Linked DNA regions of Mus musculus: region 1 is linked to region 2. The links are chromatin contacts, called in public promoter capture Hi-C maps. All regions are on one chromosome and are shown on one strand. The core of a region is the stretch at or near the end of the contact, and the rest is flanking DNA. Distances in the headings are between cores, read along the strand shown. Region 1 holds the start of Dpy19l3 (dpy-19-like 3 (C. elegans)). Region 2 holds the start of Cebpg (CCAAT/enhancer binding protein (C/EBP), gamma).

Evidence for each region. Promoter capture Hi-C pulls out the DNA fragments that hold promoters and counts their contacts.
Region 1: a contact with region 2 is called in a promoter capture Hi-C map of pre-B cells. The contact joins the promoter of Dpy19l3 here to the promoter of Cebpg in region 2. A contact is called at or near these places in 2 of 39 promoter capture datasets (liver and pre-B cells) and 1 of 9 other capture datasets (adipose tissue).

Annotation. Positions count from the first base shown.
Region 1 is chr7:35,751,803-35,757,914 of GRCm38.p6, reverse strand. Dpy19l3 (dpy-19-like 3 (C. elegans)) reads left to right here and starts at 3,461. Exons shown (of 19, transcript NM_178704.3): 1 at 3,461-3,660; 2 at 5,159-5,300. The coding sequence starts at 5,198.
Region 2 is chr7:35,053,754-35,059,460 of GRCm38.p6, reverse strand. Cebpg (CCAAT/enhancer binding protein (C/EBP), gamma) reads left to right here and starts at 2,895. Exons shown (of 2, transcript NM_009884.3): 1 at 2,895-3,085. Gm45095 (serine/arginine repetitive matrix protein 1-like) reads right to left here and starts at 3,978. Exons shown (of 2, transcript XM_030243153.1): 1 at 3,369-3,978; 2 at 1,816-3,269. The coding sequence starts at 3,454. The coding sequence ends at 2,702.

The DNA of each region.
Region 1 (6,112 bases), core at 2,212-4,711, 700 kb before region 2:
TACATAGTATATATTATAAATACAATGTAGTATATTATAATATATAAACTATATATAATATATTATCACATACTATAATTATATTATATTATATATCATACATTAAATTTTATATATTATATAAAAATTACTTATATATCTATAAATATATACCCTAATATCCAGTTAAATGGGAATATATAAAAGGAAATATACATCATGCCATGTCCATATTGATGATCAGTATTGCATTGATTACCTATCACTGTATATATAATAAAAGCCCCCTTCCCAAACCTGTCCCCTCACAACAATAACCATCTACTGTCTCAGAGTTTCGATGTATAAGAGTGATAAGCAGAGGTGGTTCTGCCCAGGATGGATCCTGCTATCAGCCGAAGCTGTCCAGGAGCTCCCCGATCTACTAACAGGGTAGCTCACTGGCAAGTGGCTGACTGGAGGCTGCTCCACAGGCCGCTGGGGTAGCCTCAAGACATAACCCTGAAATCCTCCCCTAAGTGAGCAATCCAACAGAAGCCAAGGCTGACACTGGACTGCCCTGTGTCCTAGCCTCACAATTCAGTCATACAGAACTGGGGCTTCCAGCCCCAGCCCAAATCCTGTGAAAGTGAGAAGGGAGAAAGGCTGCCCCCTGCTGTCTCCACCATGAAGTGATCAGCCCACCTTTACATTGCCCTCCCTCTACCACAGACGCCTAGGAAACCCCCAGGTTTCAGAGGTTATGTCTTGAGGCTACTCCAACAGCCTGTGGGGAGAGCCCTGTGAGCAGCAACTAGCCTAGAGCCAGCTGCCAGCCCTGCGGTGGCTGATCAGGCAGTTCTAGGTCAGCTTTCCTGAGCAGAACCAGCTCTGCCTATGTTAACAAAACAAAACAAACAAACAAAAAACCCAACTCCCCTATAAGTTGTTAAACACTTCAAGCCTGCTTTTATTTTTCTCTTTTGATGCGTCCCACGGTCCTGACTGCTCAAGTCAGAAACCTAGGAGCCCGCAGAGCTTCCTCCCTCTTCTTACATAATCCGTACAGACACCCACACTACTCCAGCTGCACGGAGCACCTAAATATCCCAGATCTGCTGCGTTTTCTTCATCTCCATGGCTATCACCCAAGTTAATACTTTTTAAAAGACTTACTTCTATTTAAAAACGTTTAACAATGTCTTTTATGTCTATGTTTTGCGTCTGCACTGTATGGATGCATTGCCCACTGAGGCCAGAAGAGGGCATCAGATCCCAGAGGACAGGATTCACTGAGAATGTGGGTACTGGCAATCCAATGGAGGTTCTCTGAAGGGGAAGCCAGTGCTCTTCGCGGCTGAGACATCTCTCCAACCACCCCCTTATTTATATTTTTTTATGAATGTTTTGCCTGCAAGTCTGTATACCCCGTGCATGCTTGACGCCCTTGGGGATCAGAAGATGGCATTAGATCTCCTGAAATGGGAGTTACAGATGGTTGTGAGCCACCATGTAGGTGCTAGGAACTGAACCTGGGTCCTGTGACTTTAAGTATGATTCTAATTACATCTTTAAGATCCAGTTTTATTTGTGTGTCTGTGTCTGTGTGTGTGTGTGGGGGGGGGGGGGCGGAGGGGTCCCAGGGAGCCAGAAGAGGGTGTTGGAGCATCTGGAACTGAAGCTACTGACTCACATGGGTGTCGGAGCCTAACTGTGGTGCACCAAGTACTCAATCTCTGAGCCATCTCTCCAGCCCCTCCTCTTGCTTTCTTCATTCATCAGAGTGATTCCCGAGGGACACCTGTCAGCACTGCCACTGACAACATCACAGGAGAGCAGGAAGGCTCTTTATAGGACTTTTATTGTATGTGTATCGGTGTTTTACCCGAATGTATATATGTGCACCATATGCCTGTCTGATGCCCACAGAGGCCAGAAGAGAGCATCAGATGCCCTGGAACTGGAGTTACAGATGGTTGTGAGCTGCCACATGGATTCTGGAACCAAACCTGGGTCTTTTGGAGGAGCAGCCCTTAGCTGTTGAGCCATCTCTGCAGCCCTAAGGTAGGATATTTTTAGTGTAAATAAAGGTTAGTAAGCATCGCCCTTGAAACTCCAATCTGGGGGGGAAAGGAATGAGGCCCAAAGGTCAAGTACACTCGGGCCTTAAAGCAGACCCTGTTTAACATAAGATCCATGAGAGGAACTCATCATTTCTGTTAGCAAACTTTACAGCAAGTATTCTGTGCTGGGATCCTTGCCTGCAGCTGGCGAGGGTTCATCTAGATCTGCAGTGGAATGGGGGAAATTCCTTCTCCTTCCTCCATAATTTCCCTTGCCTTTCTATCGTGCTTCACTACAACTCATCGTCTTGCTGCATGCTTGTGACAAGCCAGTACTCTATGTCTCTGCATATGGCCCAGGCAAGAGTTGGACTTGTCATCCTCCTGCGGCAGCCTCCTTCCTCAGCAGGACTACAGGAGCGCCATCTAAGACCTTAAATCTCAGACTTTACTCTTAGTGCGCACCCACTTTCTATGAGAAGCACTACGACCCGACGTTCTTATGACAGTTCTTGCCTCGTGTTACAGACATGAAGCAGCAGCTGAATACTGTTCCCCTCAGGGACATGCGCCTCACACCAGTTACATGTTCCACAAATCACTTTAAGTAGGTGTGGGGTGAGGGGCTATCTAATAAAGCATTCTGAGCAGTGTGTTCTTGGTATTAACAGTCGACAACCAAAAGAGAAAAAGATCTATCAGGGACAGGTAGCTAAGAAAGGCAGGGTGTATGGAACAATTTTTGTTGGAATTAGATGACAGGCTGCCTTTTCGTAGGTACTGATCTCAGTGGGCCATCCACTACCAAAACTCAGTCTGGCGCACACCTTCCTTTAGTCACAGCACTCAGGAGGCAGAGGCAGACGTGAGGCCAAATTGGTCCACACGCAATTTCAGGCCAGCCAGAGCTAGAAAGTGAGACCCTGTCTCAAAGAGAGGGAAAAGATGCTGACAAGCAGTTTAAAGATAAGAGGAACATCTAGGACTCAATACTGAAGGTGCATGTTAAGGAGGAGAATTAACAACAAAGGCCAGAGCAGTACTACGGCGGCGGCGGGAGGATGGGTGTGGATGGGTTGGGGGTGTGGGGACTGAGAGGCATGTCTTTGGAGACCCAAAAGTGTCTGCGGATTTTATCACTAAACAACGTCGAAAGTGCATATAGCCGGACATTGGAGGCAGGAGGTAGAGCTGGGAAGGTCCCCCGAGACTGGGTAACCTTTCTTCGGGGCACCAGGGACTCCGAACACAGGAACAAGCCAAGCTTAAGACCTGCCTCGGAGCCTAACACCCCCAAAACAGCCCTCTGAGCGGAAGTGTACCTCTTCCTTCCGGTGTGCGCCGCACGAGACGGGGCGGGGCAGCGCGGGAGGCGGGGGCGGGGCCTTGCGTTGACGAACAGCTGCCGGGACCAATGAATGCAGCGGTAGCGGCCCGGCCTCCCCGGCGCGCCCCTTCCCCGGGCTGTAGACGCCCCCCAGGCCCATCCTTGCAGCGCGCCGCACAGAGCCGGGAACAGCTGGGTCCTCCTAGTCTTCACCTCGCTGTAGCCCGTGAAGTGGGCGCGTCCCTAAGGCCTGGGTGCTCGGGGTGCTTCTTTGCCAACCCGAGCCGCCCCTGAGGACTGCTGAGGCCGCAGGTCTGTGGCTGGGGGTCGGGCCGCGAGGGGACTGGACGCGCAGTGTCTACGGGACACGTGGGCGGGGCGTGGGAGGGAGCGTCTCAGAGCGGGAGCGAGTGTCGCGAGGTTCCCCGGGCCGGCTAGCACCTGGTCCTCGCGTGGGCTCGCCAGGTGCGCAGGGGAGTGGCTCCAGGTGCGGGGGAGTGGCGCGCGTCCTGGTCAGTAGTCCAGGAATTGCCTTAGGGTCTCTTTGCTAATGTCTGGCAGGGCTTTGAGTCCGGCTGGCCGGAGCAACTTTTTGTTTCCTAGTTGGGGAGGCTGTTGCCATGCAGACGGGAAATGTAATTAGCACCTGGCATGTTTGTTAACTTTCTGCTTTACCAGGCTCAGGGTAGATGTAAGGTGGGCCCCCTGTATAGCCCTAACCCGCCGAGGGCTAGCAGGGAGGGTATAACTCCTCAAGAGGGGACAGGATTCCAGCTGTGGCTGCAAGACTTTGAAAAGATTTCTTCTCTCCCCCCCCCCCCCCCGTTTCTTGTGCTTTTTGAGCACACTGCATTTGAGTCTGTGTTCAGTCTGAGCATTTTTGAATGAATGAATCTTAACAAAAGCATTGTGTGGTGTTGGCTTCCTCTGTTGTATTTAGCAAGAGCCTTTCCGTTAGATAAACATAGACTTTGGTAACTAGAGTGCAGGTTGGATTAGCTGCCGAAACAATCGCGTCTGGCTACTCCTCATCTTTAATAGATAATTAGTAAAACGCTATTCATTAGTCAGAGGAACCAGGCAAGATGTTCCCGGGGGACTGAAGCCAGCTTACTCACCACCACCACACCCCCGCCTCCCCCTCATAGCTTCCAAACTAGGTAACTGCTCCCGCAGCTACACCCACAGTTGCTCCCCAGAGAGAGCAGCCACCCTGACTGGCACAGCCCCGCACTGTCTTACTGTCTTTGACATCCAGGCATAAAGCTTAGCAGGGATTTTTTTTTTTTTTCAAAGAACACAGGTGCTAAAATTCAGGTATCAGAAACAGTGTTTCAGTTCTTCAAAATCTGGCTGTCACAAGTTTACTAGGAATCCCTCCCACGTGGTCAGTTCTGTGGGAATAAATCAGACCCACTACTTTCTGTAGGAACTGTAGAAAATAATGTAAAACTGTGTCACGCAACAAATCCCACAGTTAGTGTTACGGAATCAGGGAGGGAAAACATCACAAGGGTGCAGCATCCAAGATGGCTTCCTGGAAGAAGTCCTGGGCATCTTCACGTGGCTCACCTGTATCCCTACCTGTATCACTCCCTCTTGGCAGTGCCTGCTGGAGGAAAGGTGCTTCGTCAATGTGGTTTAGTTAAACATTTGTGTTGTATCTTTAAAGGCTGATTAAGATTTGTTTGGGAGGGTCTGCTGAGCAGGGGACAGCAGGCTAAGACAGGCCATTTAAGCACATAAGGGTGTGTTGGGTAAAGTGGGTGCTGACATTTCCATGGGGCATTCATCTGGATGTTGTTTGTAGGAGTGGTTGGAAGAACAATGCGTATGAGTCTTTGACATCATGATGTACATCCGGCAAAGAAAAGAGACAAAACCCATAGAAGTTTCTGAGGATTTTCCATCACCAAAAGAAGATGTGAAGTTGGAAAAGAAATTGCCATCTGGTAGGTGGTTGGAACTAAAGCAGTATTTTGGATTACTTTTCCTTCTGCGTATTAACATATGTCACGATCTAATAGGGTAAAAAAAAAAATTGGTGCGATGTATGAAGGACACTTGTTCCAGCACCCAGAAATTCTGACTGTACTCTGATTATATTGGCTTTTCAGCTGTAATCAGTAAAACGGCTTTGATGAGAAGAAATCCTTGGTAAGTTATGTGTTGATTAAATTACAGTGGCAGTGTCATTAGGTCCTTTAGAGAGATGCTCTGCCTGCCCTAGCCAACTGTCTCTTTCGACGGGTACCTTGTCTGGTGTGCCCTGCGCGTGTGTGCTGCCCCTTCCAGGTACCCTCATCTTGGCTTAGTCTCATTTCACTAAAGCCTTTGAAAAAGAGATTTAACATTTTGTATTCAGGCAAATTCTTGAAGTTACCTCTTTTTCTTTATTTAGGCAGTGGGTAGGAAGGGAAGGAAAAAAGAACTTGGTGAATTGTTTATATAATGTTGAGCAGTTGCTAGGTAATTAAATGTGGCCAAATTTCTTTTAGTGAGCATAAAGAACTCCACACCCATCAGCCATTTTCTGTATGGGACATAATTAATCCTTTGTAGGCCAGTGAATTCTTAGCAGCCAGAGCTAGTAGGTAGCAGAGAAAGCTGTTTAATAAGATAAAAGGTCTCTCAGTTGGAAAGCTGGACCATTTGGCCAAGCTGATGAAAGGCATATTAGGTAATTTGGAGTAGTTTCTGATGGTGTGCAGTTAAAATCTATGTTAGATTGTGTCTTTTTTTTTTTTTTAATTACATGTATTTA
Region 2 (5,707 bases), core at 1,646-4,145:
ACAGTTACTTGTAACTTCAGCTCCAGGTGAATCTAACGCTCTCTTCTGAACTCTCCAGTCATTGCACTCAGACATACACAAAGACACACAGACATAAACATATATCTAACTGAAAAATATATCTAAAAGAAAAATATTATAAAGTTCGCCCATTCTTATTTTATGGAAATTAATGAAGATATGATAATTAAACTTACTGATAAAAAAATCTGATGGGAAGCCGGGCGTGGTGGCGCACGCTTTTAATCCCAGCACTCGGGAGGCAGAGGCAGGTGGAATTCTGAGTTCGAGGCCAACCTGGTCTACAAAGTGAGCTCCAGGACAGCCAGGGCTATACAGAGAAAAAAACCAAAAAAAAAAAAAAAAAAAAAAATCTGATGGGGCACATTAGTATCAACATCTCCAATATTATATGTCTTTGAGTGATTGAGTCATTAGAGCAATGTAAACGTGTCTGGCTTAACTTTGAACTGTTACAGTCCTCTCTGCTTCTACTAATACGAATGTCCATTCACAGATCTGCATCATGCTAATGCTATCCAATACTTCATATGAATAGCTCTCACCATGAATAAGGCAGGGGCCCAACGTATTCTTTCAGTCCTCAGTCACACTGTGGTCCTCCCCACTCCAGATGACACAGAGGTTAAGGGATTTGCATAAGGTCACACGTCTGTGGAGGACAGTGGTTCTCAATCTGGGGTTCCCCACCCCTTTTGGGGGGTTGAAGGACCCTTTCACCCGAGTGACCTAAGACCACTGGAAAACACAGATATTAACACTATGATTTATAACAGTAGCAAAATTACAGGTATGAAGTAGTAACAAAGTAGTTTTATTGTCAGGGGTTGCCACACCAGGAGGAACTGTTAAAGGGTCACAGCAAGGTTGAGAACCACTGCTGTAAGGATTGGAAGCTGGGAACATTCTGACCCTGGACCATAGCACTTTGGCAATACATGTGGTTAGTCACAGTAGTTAAGTGGCTAGATTATTCAGCTAACAGGATCTCCTACTTCTCAAGTCCTTTGAAGGAGATTTTAATATACTGCTGGTTTACAACTTCTTTGGGTTTCTAGAATATATTTGGACATTAGCAGGGCACAGATATACACAGGACATTTCCCTTTACTGAGATGGCATAAGTCTTTGTGACTTAACAAAAAACAAACAAACTAGATTTCTTCAACCTGGAGGCAGAGTGTTCCCAGGGTTCTTATGTCCTTATGTTGAGTGTTTCCTATTGCTGACAGTGAGAAAAGGTTCTCCTGGGCTGAGTTTTGGCTTAGTGGTAGAGGAGTGTTACCCTGTATGTGTGCACACCCTGGGTTCAATGCCCTACCCTCCATCAAAATCACTGTTGGTCTCTCTTGGTCAGCCCTACTTTACCTTGCCTCAGCCTTATGTTCCGGCCATCACAGGGCCTCTAAGCAAAGCCAAACCCGCCTCATCTTTTAAGCCTTCTCTGACACATTAGATCAGGTCTGGTCCCCTTCTTACAATATCTCCTAGCATCTTGGACTTCTTTCCTTAAGTGTCTATGAAAATGGGGCTTGAATCATGTCTCTGTAGTTCTCAGAGTAAGCTCCCTGTGGGCAGGGACAGTGTGTTTGTCTTCTTCCATTGCTGACTCTTAGTCCACACTTTAGCACATACCGTTCTTGTAATCAGGAAAAGAATTACAGGATATCAGCTAAAGAGGAAATCTCAAGACTCCTGGGCATTGACTGCTGGCTGTGGAAGGCTTGCCTAGACACAACACAGAATGCAGCTGGCAGAGCGGCTGGCAAAAAAGAGGCTAACTCAATATACATATGACATGCAAGGATGTTTTTATTTTCGATAGTTTTTATATGACTAGAAAACATTAGGGGTAAAATCGTGGTCTTTGTGAGAAACAAAGCACGGTTCACCTTTCATAGTGCTAAGTCTTGGGAAAAAAATGGCTCTTAACACAGCGATCCAAACCTAAAGAAACATACTGACTGGTTTTGAGACATTAGCTCCCCAAGTGTGCATGGGGTTATCAGGGGTCATTCTCTGTGGTTGACTTTTTTTTTTTCAGGTATTTTCATCTCTCAGGGATTCCTCGAAGTCTTATGTGGAGAGCTGCTCTCCTGGCCTTGGCGATGAAGAAACATTTCCCTTCTGAAAGCCAGAGAGTTTTGAATGATAAGCATTGCTAAAGAGGAAGCAATCAAACCTTTCGGGCAGGCTCTGCCTTCCACCCAGCGCTGCTTCCTGTTTTTCAAAACACAAAAACAAAAAGCAACACAAAACAAAACAAAACAACAAAAAAACCCGCTTTTTGATTCTCTTGTGAACTGTTCCCGGGAGACCCAGGCTGGACCACTTGTCACTTTTAAGAGAGCACCTCATATCCATCATCTGCTCTCCGGAGGTGAGCACACTTTGGAAATCGTGATTTGTTCGGCAGCCACAGTCTGCTGTTGTCAAGCGTCTGACAAGTGCTAACCCTAGCACTGGACAGTTTTTCCTTAACGTGCTTTTATCAAAATAAATGTGCAGATGCCTCAGGGCCGTGAGGCCTAAACAAACAAAAAACCCACCCTAACTCAAAAATCCACCTGAGGAAATGTCTTTTCCCTAAGGCAGGTGAGGCCCTCGTAACTCTGATAGAACTTTGCTTGCCATGGGTCACTCCCAAGGCTCAGGGCCACCGCCTGCCACCACCGACAGCCTAAGGGGGAAACCACCGAGCGCGCCTCCAGCCAGCGCCGGTGCTGCCACGCCCACCACGCCCGTTCCGCCGCGCGCCCGCCTCTCGCCGGCACACGGCCTGTGATTGGCTGGTGGAGCTGCCCATCTCTAGAGGCGAGCGCGTCGTTCTCCAAGCAGCGCTTCTATTGGTCACGGCGGCGGCGGCAGCGCGCGGACCCGAAGAGGCGGGGAAAACCGGTGGCCGCGGTGGCGGAACGGGCGGAGGTTGCCGGTTTCGTAACCGTCGCTCCTCCTCGCCGACTCGCGGGCTGCGAGGCCTGGGTCGGGTCGGGTCGGGCCGCGCCGCGCGGGGCCGCTCGGAGTGGAGGCCGTCTGGGGGCGGGCGGGCCGGCCGGAGGCGCAGGTAAGGAGGCCGCGGGTTGTAGCTCGGAGGGGTTGGGGGAGGAGGCCGCGGCCGAGCCCGCCGCTCGCGTAGGCGCCGACCCGGCCGGAGGAGACCCGGCCCTGCCCGATTCGGCAGGTTGGCCCGGAAGGCTCCTGGCGGCTTGGCGGCGCGGGCGGGGGCCCGGAGCGGCGTCTGATGCAACCTGCGGGCAACACCCGGCGGGGCTGAGCTCATCCCTGGCCACGGCCCAGCGCCGCCGCGCTTGGCGCCGACCCCCGCGCTCCCCCGGGCGCCCCCTCACCACAGTCGGGGAAGGGATGGAGTACCAGGTGGTCCCTCCAGAACCTGCCCCTCGGCGACGTGCAGCGTGACAAGCCTGGCGCGCATTGGCCCCTAGGGATGGAGGGTGTTCCTAGAATAGAAGGTGGACCGAATCTTACTTTGGAGCCACCTAGGACTCTCTTCCTGTCGGCTTCCCAAACGGCTCGGTCTGGGGGGGATGGCCCGGGTCCTATTTGGAGTTAATAACCTAGTGGTCATCTAGGGAAGGCACTCGAGTTTTTACACACGTAACGTTGCAAGAGGGAGATTTCGTTTGTTTTTTTGGACGCGGTCGTGTGTCCTGCAGTTCACTGGGAGGGGGAGGACATCCTAGATGATCGCGCACCAGACGCAGAAGGTCAAGCCATGAAGCCTTTCCTTAGCTCGCCTGGAGGGAGCTCGGGAAAAGAGCCAGCGGAGGTATCCAGGTGGGGAAGTTGGGCATGCGGGTGTGAGAATTGTTTCTCTTTCCAAGTGGGCTTGTGTATTTCTGGTCTTAAGAAGGTTGGCATGCTTTGTTTTGCTCTGCTCCTTCTTGCTTTTTTGTTTGTTTCTTTGTAAACTGCATCATAAGATGTATCAAATTTAGAAAGGTTTTAACCTTTGTGGGTTGCACAACAGCTGGGTGTTGTGTCTCTTGAGTTTCCACCCACTTGAATCCTTATTTGAATATATTATCATTGAGTGCAGACCTGTCTCACAGAGGGAATTTGAAACAAAGCACCATAAGGTCTTTCTCTATTGAGAAATTGTACATAGAAGAATTCAGAGTATGGTAGGCAAGCCCCTCTACCTCTGAGCCACATTTCTAGCCTTCAAAGCGCTCTAAGGTCTGTTCATCTATGGCCACTTGAGTAGTAGTAATGATAAGCTAGCTATCCCTGTGGTCATTTCCCTGTTCCTGAAAAACTGTAAATAATGACAGGATGCTACTGAGCTGAAAAAAAGCTTGAGCCTGTTTCCTGAGTCTGATGGACATGCTTGACTGACTCAGTTATTTTTATGACCTATCAGAAACAAATAGGTGGGAACAGACCTCCTCCCTCCCCTCTCCCCAATATCCTTTAAATTCTCACAACCTGTCATGATTGTCGTCCCAGCACTGTGATCTTGGAGAGGTGCTTTCATCCCTAGTGAATTAAATACACCCTGGGAAAGTCCCTGGGAACAGTCCCTCTAGAGATCGTGGGAGACACAGGACCTGGTCAAAAGTTGCCTCAGTCACAGTAATGAGTCCTGGAGCGATTTTAGGTTTTCCTCAGAGGGGTGGGTACATAGGTTCTTACACTAGCAAGTTTGTTGGTCCTTTCCCTATTCCGTTGCCCTGCCCTGCCATTAAAGAGGGGGAAAAAACCTGAACAGGAACTCCTAATAAATATATATTTATAAACAATTTGTTTTGAATGTGCTAACTAGTACTATAAATAGGTTTAAAGGATAACATTCAAACAAGCATATGAGTATTTAAAAGATAACATCCAAGTAAGTGTATGTTTTCTTCACAACTCCAGTGGACAACTTACACTGAACTCCTTGAAGGAGTCGCCTCTCTCTTGTGGACTCTGCCTCCAACAGTCTCCAGGGATCTGGAGTTGCCAAAGAAACTCAGGGAGCAGATTGGATAAGAAAAGCACAAAGAAAAGAGAAAACAGAGACCATTTAGAATGTATTAAGTAGTGGCCTTGAGTTGAGCATAAGGGAGCAGAACTTGTAGAGAGGGTTAGGACCTTGGGTTTGATCCTGTAGTCTGGAGTCACAGACATTTAGTTTTAGTAGGATGATGTGACATAGTTAGGTTTGAATGGTAGACTGCTCGACCTGCAGGTAGCAACCTCTTGGGGGGGGGGGTGTCGGTCTAATGACTGACCCTTTACAGGGGTCATCTAAGGACATCTGAAAACACAGATATTTATATTATGGTTCATAACCATAGCAAAAGTCTCAAGTAGCAATGAAAATAACTGGCTGGGGGTCACCACAGCATGAGGAACCTGTGTTAAAGTGTGGCAGCATCAAGAAGGTTAAGAACTATTGTTCTAGATAGTCTAGATAGTGAGTGGTTGGAGGGAGCTCAGGCTGCTACACCTGAGACTAGGGCCCCTGGGAGATGATGTCAGCCTGAGGTAATTTCTGTGGCATTAGGAAGGACTATAGATTTTTGTTTATAAATCTGAAGACTGAACCTTCATTAAGGAAATTGAGTGAAGATTTTATTTTGAGAAGCCAGTGGAGAGATACGTGGTTTTATCTAGTTTTATGAAAAAAGCGACAAGCTAGGGAAGTTCTATACCAGTTTATTGTTCTAAGCAAGCATTTAGA